2 separate regions of the Mus musculus genome follow, and region 1 is linked to region 2. Evidence: chromatin contacts called from public Hi-C data. All regions are on one chromosome and are shown on one strand. The core of a region is the stretch at or near the end of the contact, and the rest is flanking DNA. Distances in the headings are between cores, read along the strand shown. Region 1 has its middle 120 kb from the start of Gm34637. Region 2 overlaps Gm34489 (a long non-coding RNA gene).

The links. A called contact is a pair of places that touch in the nucleus more often than the background predicts.
Region 1: a contact with region 2 is called in a Hi-C map of the Ba/F3 cell line, with 2.7 times the contacts expected there. The contact joins two enhancer-like sites. A contact is called at or near these places in 3 of 15 datasets of contacts at CTCF or cohesin (CD8 T cells, large pre-B cells and pro-B cells), 15 of 484 Hi-C or Micro-C datasets (the 63-12 cell line, the Ba/F3 cell line, the HL-1 cell line and 11 more) and 6 of 115 datasets of contacts at active chromatin or transcription factors (the 230-238 cell line, CD8 T cells, bone marrow-derived dendritic cells and 2 more).

Annotation. Positions count from the first base shown.
Region 1 is chr12:12,546,193-12,549,862 of GRCm38.p6, reverse strand. No RefSeq gene overlaps it. Among named protein-coding and RNA genes, the nearest start is that of Gm34637, 120 kb to the left of the region's middle. Within about 2 kb of position 2,147, at least 35 of the 459 cell types and tissues checked have an H3K27ac peak or open chromatin away from gene starts, as enhancers often do. A contact at or near this core is called in the Ba/F3 cell line, where this site is marked.
Region 2 is chr12:12,436,270-12,439,996 of GRCm38.p6, reverse strand. The region is part of intron 1 of Gm34489 (a long non-coding RNA gene); the gene reads right to left. Among named protein-coding and RNA genes, the nearest start is that of Gm34489, 17 kb to the right of the region's middle. Within about 2 kb of position 2,311, at least 3 of the 459 cell types and tissues checked have an H3K27ac peak or open chromatin away from gene starts, as enhancers often do. A contact at or near this core is called in the Ba/F3 cell line, where this site is marked.

The DNA of each region.
Region 1 (3,670 bases), core at 898-3,397, 110 kb before region 2:
GATTGGACCTGTCAGCATCTCTAAGGAGACCACTTGAGAGTCATTTGAAGAATTCCCAGGCAGAGCCACATCTCTGAGCCTCTGGAAAGGCCTCAGTGACGTGGTAGCTCCCAGCTGTGTCTTGCCCCAGCCTCAAGCTTTTGAAAGGCAAACAGCTTGCTTCCCATGGGATTGTCAATGGGATGGTTCTTCTGCTCTTATCATCATGGTAGAGAATGCCAGAGCCAGTCAGTAATGAGATAGGGCATTCTTTTTCATGATGTCACCATCTTAATATTAGAAGTATGTGATATATGAAAAGTAATTTCAAGTCATCATTGTTTTCTGGGCTCCTTTATGAACGATGACTCAGAAAAGCTTGCAACCCTGGACTTCATGCACAGCTTGCAGAGACCTCAGTCAATCATAGCCTCTCCCTTCCCTAGAAGTTGTGAACTGCATTCAGAAGTTTGGGGGAGAAGTTGTGTACGTCTTGTGATTTTTCAAGCTCTTTCTGGGCTTTTGTTTCATTTACTTCCTGGGCCTTGTGCATTTCACTTACTACCTGAGTCTTCTACTACAAAGTGCTCAGTCTTCCCTGCCTTATACTGACTCCTGAAATGGACCAGCCAAACAGAAATTATGGTTTCTAACTCTTGCAGGTGAAGAAACGAGGTTCATGGAGGTTCAGGGCTCTCCAAAGACTATTGTCAGAGGAGCCTGGGTTAAGGTGTAGCTCTGTTTTCTTTTGAATCTTGCTTCTGAAAGAAGTCAACCTGCTGCTCAACAAGCAAAAAGATAGTTTGATGAGAAAGAAATATGGGAAGTTGCTGATATCAGAAAGCCAGGACAGGGGGAAAGAGGCCAATTTGCCCAGGCTGATGTTTGAGTTAAAAGGTTCTGGTTGGTATGCGGTACAGTTAAACTGGCACCAATTAGAGTCAAGTGTAATGAAAAATAAACACAGCTGAACTGTTAGGCTTGCTGCTACGGCCCAGCACCTGTCAGCACTTCTATTATACATTGAGGGTTTTCAAGGAATTATAAGGGCTGTAAAAATGTGTGCTATGGTGGAACTTGACAGGAAAAAAAAAGTTTCCATTTAAATAGCTTTTCAAATGTATTTTCTAAAGTTTCCAAAAAATTGGTTTGGAACTTGAGTCATGAAGTTCACAACCATTTAAATAGCCCAACACCCTTCAGCTGCTGGCTGGAGTGACAAAGCACTTTAGAGCCCTGGGGGGGCTCTGCCTCACTTTCTTTCCTCTTCCTGTGGACCCCACAAGAGTGGCATTAGATAGCATATGGCAGGGGGCTTAGAGGAGAATGGGGAAGTCTAGAAATGATCAGGACCACAGACACTGCTGAGAATTCTAGCCCTGAAGATAGAAAATCTCAGGGTACATGAGTGTCTTCCTTTCTTTTTCCTGGCATGTACACTGTCTAATTATTTTGTCCTTTAGTTACAATGAATAGGAATGGAAGTTATAATCTGTTATGAATCCGTTTAAGGGCTATGCAATTGAATGAACGAGTGTAGTTTTCCCCTGTGAATCTGTTCCTTATATCCAGGGGACTCTGCAGGATAGAAATGTGAAGAACATGGTGTCTATTCACAAAAGCATCCAAAAGCAAGGATGGGCCAATGGGCATCCTGGCAAAAGATTGCATGTAAGGTATATGAGGTGAAGGCGGGACTCAGTGGGGGAAAGCAAACAGTCTGCTCTCATCTCAGAAGCTCCAGGTAATCATTCCTTCAGACATTGTATGTCAATGTGTGGCAACATTGGCATACACAATGCTCTTGTACAATGTGTGTTGTGTCTCCTCGGGAAATGTTTTATCATACAACATGTGACCTCAGTGCTTCATGTCACGGCTAATGTCATAGTAGACACTGAAATAATAATACTTTGGCATAAGCCCGACAGAGGCAGTGTGTCTAAGCATGGGTTAGTGGCTCTTGACTGGATTTTTGTGTAGGGCTACACTTATGAGCCCCCTAACCCCCAATTCAGACTTCACTCAAAATTTGACTTTCTAGGAATTTCCTGGCTGGCTGTGGTCTTCATTTCGAGAAAAGTTCAATTTAGATTTCTCTGAAATGGCCACATGACCTCAAAGGATCAGAAAGGAAGTCATTCTTCTAACTTCCTCTCTTTTTCCCCCATACTAAACTGTTGGTTTGTGGTCACTGAGTACTAGTGTACATGCCAGACTCCATTCCAGAATTTAATCTAAAGTCATCTCACCTCCTTTTCACTGTGTGCCAGAGTCCTCCCACCTCAGGCATTTCCCCTATCCAACCATAGGACTGAATTCCAGGGTTGTGTCTGCCTTCAACCCATGGGCAGCTAAAGTGACAAAATTAGAATCTACTCCAGCCAAGTTTAAGCCTTTCTCACAGAAACACAACCCTCTGTGACAGTCTGAGATCTTCTAATCTCTTTAGAATCTCCCTTCTTTTCCTCCCGTTCAAATATCTTGAAATAATATTTTTTCTTCATTCTTACTGTAAGTGCTACAGGTCTGAGAGGAAAGGTTTCCCCAGTGCAAAGGTTACAGCTCAGAAGGGAAGGACTCCTGGCAGCCAGGAGTTAGGGAATACCACAAAGTCACACTGCACAACAAACTTCACGTAAGAGATTTATTGGGAAAACACCGGAGGTGGGCTGGCTCTGTTCAGGTGAGAAGAAGCAGAGAACTGAATGGAAGAGAGGCTTATGTAGGGTTTGGTGGGATGGGGGGTGATTCCAGGGGGGTGCAGAGTTTTCCAGGGTGGGAACTGGTGGGATTTCAAGTCCTGAGCTAGGGGCAAGTTCAGGGATTGGTGGGATTTTGAGTCGAGGAATTGACCGTGGGCTTTCTTACCAGATCCTTACGTGCCTCTTCTTCACTAGTTGGCTTTTGTTGCTGTTGTGAGAGAACAGTTAAGAAAAAAAGAACCAAGGAAGGAATCTTTATTTTGGTTCATGGTTTCGGAAATGTCTATCCATCATCTGCTGGCTTTGTGGCTTTGGGACCTGTGTATCCTGGTGAAGAGTGTTCAGTAGAGAACAGCTGCTTCCTTCACAGCAGCCAGGAAACAGAGAGACTGAGCGAGGAACTGAGATAAGATACACCCCCCCCCCCCACACACACACTGCCACACACACACACACACACACACACACACACACACGAACAAACTGAATGACCTACTTCCTCCATCAGATTTTGTCTTTAAAGGTTTTACCAGTTTCCTAACAATGCCAACAGATGGTGATCTCTCAGTTGATTCACAGATAACACCAGGTCCTTAGGAGTCAAACTCTCTCTCTCAATGACTGAAGCAGCTGGTGACCAAGTTTCTGCAGAACACATGAGGCTCTAGGGAGGACTTTCACTTCCAAATTGTGATGCCTCATTCCAGTAGATCTCTGAGTCACTTTCCCTTAGTGAATTTCAGTTGTTAAGGTCACCACTGATGTTCTTGGGTTCAAGTCCAGTGGATAGATTTTTTTTTGACTCTTCTATTAGACAGAAATATCAACACCAGGCTGTTTGAGGACTGAGTGCTTTCAAGCGTGGAAACTAAATGAACCTTCAGCAGATACTTCTCCTTTGATTCCTCATTCCCTTTTCATTGTAACTACTGCTGCAGCTGTACCGACGGTACTATTTTCAGGGTCTTCTACTGCACCTGACATTG
Region 2 (3,727 bases), core at 1,062-3,561:
CACAGATGGCCTCATAGGAAGAGCTCTGAGGTTATTCCATCTCCATGCACAGCTCTCCCTGTCATTGTATAGGATAATTTTCCAGAGTATCACAGGTGACTCTTATTAACTCTTCAACAAAGCTTCATCCCAGCCCCAGGGAAACTTTGGCTTGAATATGTGATCTTAGTCCTAGGTGTGAGAGCTCCTTGTGTTAGCTATGTCAACATTATATGATTATGTTAAAAGTTTCTTTAAATTCTGATATCTTAGTCAATACATCACTCAGTAACTTTTTAAAGATTTATTTACTTTGCTATGTATAATTGTGTTTGACCTACATGTATGTCTATGCACATGCATGCAGTGCCTGAGAAGGCCAGAAGAGGGTATCACATCCCTTGGGACTGAAGTTAGAGGTAGTTGTGAGCTGCTGTGAATCAAACCTAGGTCCTAGGGAAGAACGGAGTGTAGCAAACTACAGAAGCATCTCTCCAGCCCTCAGCATACATTTTTATGTTGTCCCTATTGTTCTTTTTATGTATTAGCTAATCTCTCCAAAATCTCCTGGTTACTGACTCCTCATATTAGACTGCTTTCCTTTTTCAAATTGCTGTGTGGTTTTGTTATACTGATTGAATCCAGACTCAAAACATCCAGCAGCTGTACTGGGTGGACAGAACTTAATCAAGACAAACATGAAGGGGGAAGATGTACTAAAGACAGAATTAAAGCACTTAGATTCACATTTTCCATATTCATTATGTTTGGATCTTAAATACACCCTTGAAAGGCTATATGTTAAAGGCTTGGTCACCAGCTGGTGGCATTGCTGGGAAGTTGTAGACATTCAGGAGTTGAAGGCTGGTGAGAAATGGTAGATTGTTTGGGAAACATTAGGACCCTGGACCCTTGCTCTTTCTTATTTTGCTTCTTGCAGTTTCTTTGATCGCACACTCTAAGCCTGGGCCCAAAGGAACAGAACCAATCAACCACACACAGAACCTTCTGAAACCCTGAGCAAAAACAAACCGCTCTTCTGTAAAAGCAGTTTATTTGGCTGTGATCTTACAGTAATGGAAAACTGACACATTTATATTATTTTCAAGGGTAATATAGTAGTAGTAATAAACTAGTAATAATTACACATGATCTAATTATAGATCCCTTGGTGTGGAAACTGTGTCTGATTCTTTCACATGGCTTATAACATTATAGTAGGTAGTGGATGAGAGAAGAGATGCTACCCAACAATGGCCAGCCAATCTACTTAACAACAGCTGAGAGCTGAAGAGAAAGACCAGTTCTCCCTGCAGGACTTTGGCAGTAATGATATATTAACTTAAAAAAAATAGTGACAGTACTAGAAAAAAACATTAAGCAAATGGTATGAATGAACAGTATATGAATGGCATATAGCTAAGGGATTTCAAAACCTGTATAAGGTAGGTATTATGCCTGACACATGGAAGGGGTTCTATAATTTGTCTAATTATTCACACAACTAACAAGTGGCCTAAGCCAGTCTGTCTACACCATTACCACCCTTGACCACAACAAACAAGTCACAATAAAAACTCCTTCCAATGCTCTAGAGAAAGGGTCGATAGTGGACTTTACATGTTTCTACAGAGATAGTTTCTTTATAAATCAAATGCCTTTCACTGAGAGTCAGGAGGAAAGGTTTCCTGATTGACTTATTGAGTACCGAACTGTTCTGGGTACTTACTGACAAATTCTCTATCACTGGGGTCCTGCCTCTGCAGGGTACTTATCTCTTTTATATCCTCAAGTGGTTGTGGTTTCAAATATCTGTAAGGAGAGTTAGAATTTATTGGTAAGATTCTTGCTGGGGACCCCCAAAATAACTTCTCATTCTTTTGAAGATCTCTTTTGATTCTTGGCCATGAGATGTCATTGAAAAGTCAGTCTGGCTCTCTTCTAAGTTTTCTATGTTGAAGTACTTTTTATTCCGGAGATTTTAGAATCTAGCAACAATAGAACCCCTCTTGAGCTTTAAATTGACTTGACCCAGAAGGTGCTTAATGGAGTCTTCCACATGGAATGCTTCATTGCTCCAGTCTTTTTCTCCAAGACTCTACTCAAATAGGATGTCCATTCTTAGATGTCTCCAGTCTCTCAGTAGAGCAACAGTTCTCTGGTCTCCTCTCCTTGCCCAAGATTTCTGTCATAACTTTACATGATTCCCTGGGACTTAGGAGGCAGAAGTTGCTTCATACTCATATCCATTTGTCACAGCCTAATGTTATGACGAGGGGTTAGTAGGTGCTCAATGAGCGTGTATTATGGAAGTGAAAAACTAAACAGTGACTATATCATGATCTTCCCTAGTGTATATGCTATCTAAATGACTAGGACAAATCATATCACTCCTTTCTACTTATTGAGTCGTCATTTAAAATGAGTCAGTATGGTTAGATGATGTCAGAGAGCCTTCAATTTCTGGGATCTTGTGCGTATATGAGTCAGTAAACATTTCCTATATGCTGACTCTGAGTTTGCCTATGAAATCTTTAAACAGTCGAGACATTTATTATAGTACTAAATGTTAAATAATGACCTTGACACCAAAGTTCTCAGAAAACTCCTATTCATCTCACTTCTAGAGACTACTGGCTCCAAATGCTAATGAAATACTCTGGCTATGGGCGAGAGTCTACTGTACAGTAAGAACACAGCCACATTACCCAAGCAACCTTTTAGCCTTCCTGTCTCATCTGTCACAGCTTTGGAAGTTTTGATACCAACTTACAAATCTGAGCCCAGCATTTACTTGGCTCATATGACAGTGTGAGGAAGACCTACTACACTTGTCTTTTCCATTCTCATTGCTTAGTATAGTAAGGGACCAGATGCTATCTTGCTGCCTTTGTTTGAGTTGTTCTAAGAAACATCTGCCCATAATATCTATCGGAAATGTTCTCTTCTCCCCACTTCTATCCTGAGCTGAAGAGACCAGAAAAGCAAAGTTGAGTTTTTCCTAAGAAATGTACATTGAAGCATTAGCACACAAGGCCAAACTTGGAATTTATGAGAAAATGCAATTGGATGGAAGGTTAAGCTCACAGGGACATATGCTCTCATACCCAGGGCAAGCAGCCCAGACCCCCTTAAGTCCTGGGACCTTGGGCACCATTAGAGTATTATCACTGGAGGTTTTCCATTTATCAGAAAAGATTGCCATTATGGAGACCAGTTATTGCATTATTTTATTTTAGCTTCACGGAACTGTGAAATCATCCATTTCTGGGAAGCATGATCTTTGTGTTCAATCAAGAAGGAAGTTAAATGTATAGTTCATATTACAGTCCTATTAGCCAAGACAGGATGCTTTCCTGTTGAGTTAGAACCCATGGAACAACCCCTCTCATCCTTCTTTCTGATGCCAGGCATTGTGCAATTACCAGCTGTTGGATGACCAATGCCAAGGGAAGCAATGCCCCCAACTGGCCATGCAAAAGAAGCAAGATGAAAATAATGGCAAAATTAGAGTTTATTTACTGGTATCTTATTCTTGGTGAAGAAATAGCTCATAGACATTTAGAAGACAACTTAATGCTGCAAAAAAGGAACCATAACTCAAATGAATATTCTTTTCCATGTGATGTGGTACATGTGAGCCTGAGACAGATTGTATTCTAAAATACTTGTATGTGTGTGTGTGTGTGTGTGTGTGTGTGTGTGTGTGTGTGTGTGGCACAGCAGGGAGAGAGTCAGTGCTACTATT